Linked DNA regions of Mus musculus: region 1 is linked to region 2. A link is a contact called in public Hi-C data. All regions are on one chromosome and are shown on one strand. The core of a region is the stretch at or near the end of the contact, and the rest is flanking DNA. Distances in the headings are between cores, read along the strand shown. Region 1 overlaps Gm34282 (a long non-coding RNA gene). Region 2 has its middle 26 kb from the start of A730082K24Rik.

Region 1 (3,359 bases), core at 472-2,971, 230 kb after region 2:
CCAATAGAAACACTTTGCTTAGCACCTCCTGAAGCAAGAATCTTGGTAACAGAGAAAACAGTGAAGAAGGAGTCAGTTGCTATGTGTACTGGCTAGTTTTATGTCAACTTAACACAAGTTCAGATCATCAGAGAGGAGGAAGCCTCAATTGAGAAAATACCTCCATAAGATGGGTGTAGGCAACCCTGAGGAATTTTCTTAGTTAGTGATGGATAAGGGAGGACTCAGCCCATTGCAAGTAGTGTCATCCCTGGGCTGGTGGCCCTGGGTTCTATAAGAAAGCAAGCTGAGCAAGCCTTGAGAAGCAAGCCAAAGAGAAGCATCCCTCCATGACCTCTGTCTTAGCTCCTGCTTCCAGATTCCTGCCCTGTTTGAGTTCTTGCTCTTACCTCTTTTGATGATGAACTATTACATAGAATTGTGCGTGAAGTAAACCCTTTCCTTCCCAAGTTGCTTTGGTCATGGTGTTTCAAAACAGCAATAGAAACCCTAACTAAGACACTAAGAAAGAAAATAACAACACATGTCATCAAGGATGGGAGAGGAAGAAGACTCCAACTTTGCCAGTAGGGGTACAAATCAGTGCAGCCACTATGGAAATCAGTGTGGGTTTCCCCCAAAAAAACTAAAAGTGGAATCAGTCATATGACCCAGCTGTGAGAATCCTTTATATAGCTTTGGTAATCGAAGTCATCATGTCACAGAGATGCCTGTACACCCAGGCTTACTGCAGCACTGCCCACAATAGCCAAGTTCTTGAACCAGTTTATGTGTCTATTAACAGAAGACTGGATAAAGAAAATGTGGGAAATCACATCACATAACTTAGAAGGGTCAGGGACCTCACAGAAAGCTACAAGATTCTTTTTTTCTGTTGAATTCATCCTTAATTTACAGAGAACCTGGGTCCAGAGAAAAGTCAGATATCCCCATCATACCTAATGGTGCAACCAGTACCTTTCAAATGGAGAGTCTTCCAGTTCTCAGAACCAATGCCTGGGGAAAGTGGGTACCTAGGATCCCATTGGCCGTGTGACTTTGTACTTATGTTTGGGGAAACAGAAGTGCTCTGGACTTGCAGCACTGTCTGATGCATAGTACAGACATCCAAGTCACCTCAAAAAAAATGACCATATACCATGCTGAAAGACACTTGCTCTCAATACCCATTTCTAGTGCCTGCCTAGAACTTCTCATGTGGACTGCTTGTCTACAGAGTACCATGGATATGTGGCTGGCTATCAAGTCCAAGGTTAGACATGTGGGTTCCAGATGTGCACAAGATCACTTTCAGCTGTGTTTTTGCCAGCTGTAGAAGTACCACATGGCAATTATAAGCCACCAAACATCTGGAAAACAGATCCCACAAGAGAAGAAACTCTTAAGCAAGGTGACCATTTAGATGACAGTCACAATGTTCATGATGAATCCAAGTGAATGCTGGGAACAGAATTCTGACCAATATAGTCAAGAAATAGCTACAGAGTGCCTGCTTTGTGGGATTCTAGAGAACTAGTGAAAACAAGACAGACTAAAGTATGCTGGGGAGGATGAGGGTGACTGTGGTCCCCAAAGCATCCTTCTAGAAAGACCAGTGGGGAAAGCATTCAATATTAAAGCCATAATTGTTACCATTGCTTTGCATTGAATATTGTTCTCCCTACTTCCCTAACCTCAGCTTGCCCAGTCAACTCCACCTACACTGGCTTCTTTATACCCCTAGAACATACTAAATATGCTTCTGTCTCATGACCTTTGTGCCCCATAGTCTCTAGTGTCAGGTTACACAGGAGCTCTTTGTTCTTTGCCTTTACCCTCCATCCTCCCCCATCTGTGCCCACCCCCCCCCCCGCCCCCGCTCACTACTGAATAGCTAAACTTTCAGGAGCAAGTTAGATATGCAATCTCATTCTACCTTTCCCACAATTCCGTATTCATTGCTTATGCTTAGCTCAAGCATCAGACCCAGCCTGCAAGGCAGAAAACAGACAAGCCATGTACTGGCCTCGAATGTCCCAACCAGCATGGATGATTGGCTTCTCCTCCCAGCCCTGAAGGAGCTAGCCACTTTTCAGACATATCCCAGGCAGCAGGCCTGCTCTGTGACACTGTCAAGAAGTAAGGAGCCTGGGAAAAGTCACAGACATAAGCAAGATTAATCATGTGACCTCTTAAGGGCACTTGGAGCTGTGGAACAGAGAACTGCCAATGGTCCAGGCCTTGTCCTGATAAGAGATGGTAAAAGAATTCTAAGAGATGTTTTGGTGGAGTACTCAGGGAAAGCAAAGGCTAAACACACTAGAGGATTCACTGGAGAAGGAGGAAAGAATGCTAGAAGACTCACTCCTGAGCATGGAGCCAGCTCTGTATTTCTTTTTAACCCAAAAGCCCAGATACTTACCTTTCTTCTGGATGCTGGTGCTGCTAATACTAGGGATGCTGGAAGAGGTAGGAGAGCTTGGTTCCCAGACCATAGGTACCTACACACACAGAAAGACTGTGGGCATCAGTATCCTGTTTAGAAACAAGGAATGGAACAAGGGACAGGGTGTGGGGTTCTGATGACAAAGTCAGGCATCGCCTGTCATTCTGAAGCAGTGTGTTCCTAGGGATGTTTTGGAGAGGGAGGCTCCTGTGCAGGCTATGAGATGTAATATGATTTCACAGTGAAAACCCCAGAAGAATATTCTAGGCAGAGACATAAATAGAGATAACCGAGATGTACTGGCTGGTTTTGTGTGTCAACTTTACACAGGCTGAAGTTATCACAGAGAAAGGAACTTCAGTTGGGGAAGTACCTCCATGAGATCCAGCTGTGGGGCATTTTCTCAATTAGTGATCAAGGGGGGAGGGCCCCATCTCTGGGCTGGTAGTCTTGAGTTCTATAAGAAAGCAAGCTGAGCAAGCCATGGGAAGCAAGCCAGTAAGTAACATCCTTCTATAGCCCCTGTACCAGCTCCTGCTTCCTGACCTGCTTGAGTTCCAGTCCCGACTTCATTTGGTGATGAACAGCCACGTGGAAGTGTAAGCTGAATAACACCCCCCCCCCCAAACTTGCTTTTTGGTCATGATGTTGTGCAGAAATAGAAACCCCGACTAAGACACGAGATTTGCTCATATTATTGCTCTTGAAGATCAGCTATGGGCATTGAAAAGACATGTGATCACAGTGGACATTGGAAAGACATGTGCAGTCTGAAATAGGAGGGGCCCAAGAATAAGGGAGCAGATTGGTTCTACAGGCACCAGGAGCTGGTTCACCAGTGGGACAATAAACAGAATCTCAATAGAGGCAGGGTATGTGGAAGGAGTGCTAACAGGATGTCATTTTCCAAACAAAAGATGATGGGTGAGTGGTG
Region 2 (3,008 bases), core at 216-2,715:
GAAAGGAATGGGAATGTGAAAAGATGACTTAGAATTGATTGATGCAGACCTCCATCACTGTCTGATTTCACAAGGATGGTGATGAAGAGGAAAGGGAGAAAGTGATCCTGGAAAGGGCAGTGTGAACTCTGCACCCAGTTATTTTACAGGCTACATTGTATGGTGCTATACCATAACATATGCTGGCCATGTGATCTTGGATCAATCTTCTTACCTAGGTCTCTTACTTATCCACACACTTTGGACTGGGTGATTTTTTTCTGGTATTTCACATACTATGATTCTATTATTCTATTCCTATGCATTAATCAAAATAAGCAAAGATCAGGAGCTAGTGAATTGTGGGCTGTTTGGAGCTTGGGAAGTAGGACTCTGTGAGGATGCAGGTGGAGAAGCAGTTGAGTAGGGACAAAGGTTGGAGTTGGGCTGTGGAGAGAGGCTGGAGATGTCAGAATGGCAGGACATACCGAGTTTCTCTGCACTTGAAGTGCCTCTCTGCTCCTGGCTCTCACCTGTGACACAAACAGAGTCCTTTGAAACCAATTACCACAGTTTTTTTTCACTCTTTCCTTGACTGTGTTTGGGCTCACATTGGGGCAGTCCTAGATTAGAAGAATGTGGACTGAAGAGTCTTTGCTCAAGCACATTGGCTGCTCTCCTCTATGTGCTGGCTGCCTTCCACTCTAGGCTAGGGCTTCATTTTTACCATTTGTACTTACATACAACTTGACAAAGAAGAGCCTCTAAGGTTATATATTTAAGGACTCTGGAAGACACAACACTCATTGACTCTTGAAGCCTAGAAGCTATTTAAAGTCATACCTTGGTGCCCCTCTGAATTCTTTCTAACATGGATCCTATCCATAACATTCACAGGAAGAATGAGTGAGTGAGTGAGTGAGTGAGTGAGTGACTGAATGACTGACTGACTGACTGAATTACTGAATGGATGAATGAATGAATGATTAGATTCAAAGATGTAGAGAAGACTAAGTCCAGGGTGGCCAGGTGACTGCCAGTCAGAGCTGGAGTTGTGTCTCAGAGTCACCCCTCTTAGTAGTAGTTATTTAAAATAGAGACAGTAATACATGCCCTGCAAAGCAGCAGGTGTGAGGATCAAAAGGAGACTGCAGATAAAGCTTCTAGAATGGTGCTGAGCACACAGTTTGCACCCAATATTTTTAGGCTCTGGCCTGGCCCAAAGTCTCCCAGAGTGTCAGTGACAATCCCCTGACCTTTGAGAAGGTTTACGACCATAGGCAGCCTGGTCTATCTAGGGCAACTCTGGACACAACCTCACTGCACAGAGAATGATGGATTGAATGACCCTGGACCCTTTCCAATCCCCTTTGGGTCTTGAAACCAAGGGTGTACTTCTGATCCTGACCATTGGGTGGCACCAGCCCATCATCTTAGGTAACTAGACAGTGGAAGGCTAGGCCCTCTTGGCTACCCAGCAGGGGAGTTGGAAAGGGGGCTGTGGGGCGGGATCAAGAGAGTGGGTGGGGGAAGGAGCAGCTTAGAGAGTCCAGGTGTTTGTGCCTCTGCTCGACTGTCTGGATGCTTTGTGTATGACTGAGGTGGGAGTGGGCTCTATAAACATGAGGTTCAGGAGGTGTGTGTGTGTGTGTGTGTGTGTGTGTGTGTGTGTGTGTGTGGTGTCTTTATTTCTCCCCTGTATATGTACAAGTAATCATTTGACCTAAATGAAATCATTTGCCCCAAGGATATTGATTTATGGCTGTGGGTAAAGTGAGTCGAGGGCACATGGGATTTTCAAGATGTTAAAGGTATTAAAATTTAATTGACCTCCTGATTTTATACATGGGACAAACTGAGGCCAGAATGGGATTCTAACTGGTCTGAGGACCCTGGTTCCCTGATCTTGTCTACCACAGTCTCTGCATTGAACAAGGAACTGGACCAACCAAACATGGTGAGTCACCTGGAGAAGAGAATCTGGACCAAAGTGGGACCCGGAACGCCTTGTTTAGCCTAAGCCACATGATCATCATGGCTTCTCTCCTTTGTATTTTATTCTTTCCATCTGGATTCTAGAGCTAGCTCACACTGGCGTTGCCATGCCTCAGAGGACAGCTGTCCTTGTTTCAGAGCCTATGATAGACAGGTGACAGCTGAAAACTGAAGTCTTGATTTCTGCTCTTTCTCCCCATGCCACTTTGTTGTTGTTACTGCTTCAGTTGTGTTCTCCTGGAAGGCATCAGTGTCTCCTCTGTGGCCAAGGCACCCAGCTCCTAGAGGGTGGGGGTGTAGCAGGCATTGTTTTCCCCTTTACTGAGTCCCTCCCAGGCACCTCTCTTCCTTTTAATAAAAACCACTAGGCATGCTTCAGATCTGCTGAAGGCAGCAAAGATCCATGCACAGAGCTGGCCTGCAGTTCATAAACATGACAAAGATCCTTTGCCACATTTCTTTGGTTGATTCTGTCCTAGGTACCAGGCTAGGTCATTAGAATAAAGTTCAGATTTCCTGGGCTTGTATGTAGGCTCCTCAGCTAAATTGTCCTATGACCTCCAATTAATGTCTTTAGTCTTTTTTTTTTTTTTTTTTTTTTAGTATAGAATACAGTTAGCTCATAATCAGCCACCAAACGCAGACGCTATTGCATACGTCAGCAAGATATTGCTGAAAGGACCCTGATATAGCTGTCTCTTGTGAGGCTAAGCCAGTGCCTGGCAAACACAGAAGTGGATGCTCACAGTCAGCTATTGGATGGAACACAGGACCCCCAGTGGAGAAGCTAGAGAAAGTACCCAAGGAGCTAAAGGAATCTGCAACCCTGTAGGTGGAACAACAATATGAACTAACCAGTACCCCCAGAGCTCATGTCTCTAGCTGCATATGTAGCAGAAGATAGCCTAGTTGGCCATCATTGAGAAGAGAGGCCCCTTGGTCTTACAAACTTTATATGCCCCAGTACAGGGGAAACACCAGGGCCAAGAAGTGGGAGTGGGTGTGTAGGACAGGGGAGGGTATAGGGGACTTTA

The links. Hi-C and Micro-C count contacts between places; a contact is called where the count stands out from the background.
Region 1: a Hi-C map of the N1E-115 cell line shows a contact between it and region 2, with 2.8 times the contacts expected there. The contact joins two enhancer-like sites. A contact is called at or near these places in 1 of 39 promoter capture datasets (pre-B cells), 3 of 484 Hi-C or Micro-C datasets (the N1E-115 cell line, embryonic stem cells and nephron progenitors) and 2 of 115 datasets of contacts at active chromatin or transcription factors (double positive thymocytes and embryonic basal ganglia).

Annotation. Positions count from the first base shown.
Region 1 is chr7:115,152,215-115,155,573 of GRCm38.p6, forward strand. All of the region lies in intron 2 of Gm34282 (a long non-coding RNA gene), which reads left to right. Among named protein-coding and RNA genes, the nearest start is that of Gm34282, 21 kb to the left of the region's middle. Within about 2 kb of position 1,722, at least 9 of the 459 cell types and tissues checked have an H3K27ac peak or open chromatin away from gene starts, as enhancers often do. A contact at or near this core is called in the N1E-115 cell line, where this site is marked.
Region 2 is chr7:114,920,971-114,923,978 of GRCm38.p6, forward strand. No RefSeq gene overlaps it. Among named protein-coding and RNA genes, the nearest start is that of A730082K24Rik, 26 kb to the right of the region's middle. Within about 2 kb of position 1,466, at least 18 of the 459 cell types and tissues checked have an H3K27ac peak or open chromatin away from gene starts, as enhancers often do. A contact at or near this core is called in the N1E-115 cell line, where this site is marked.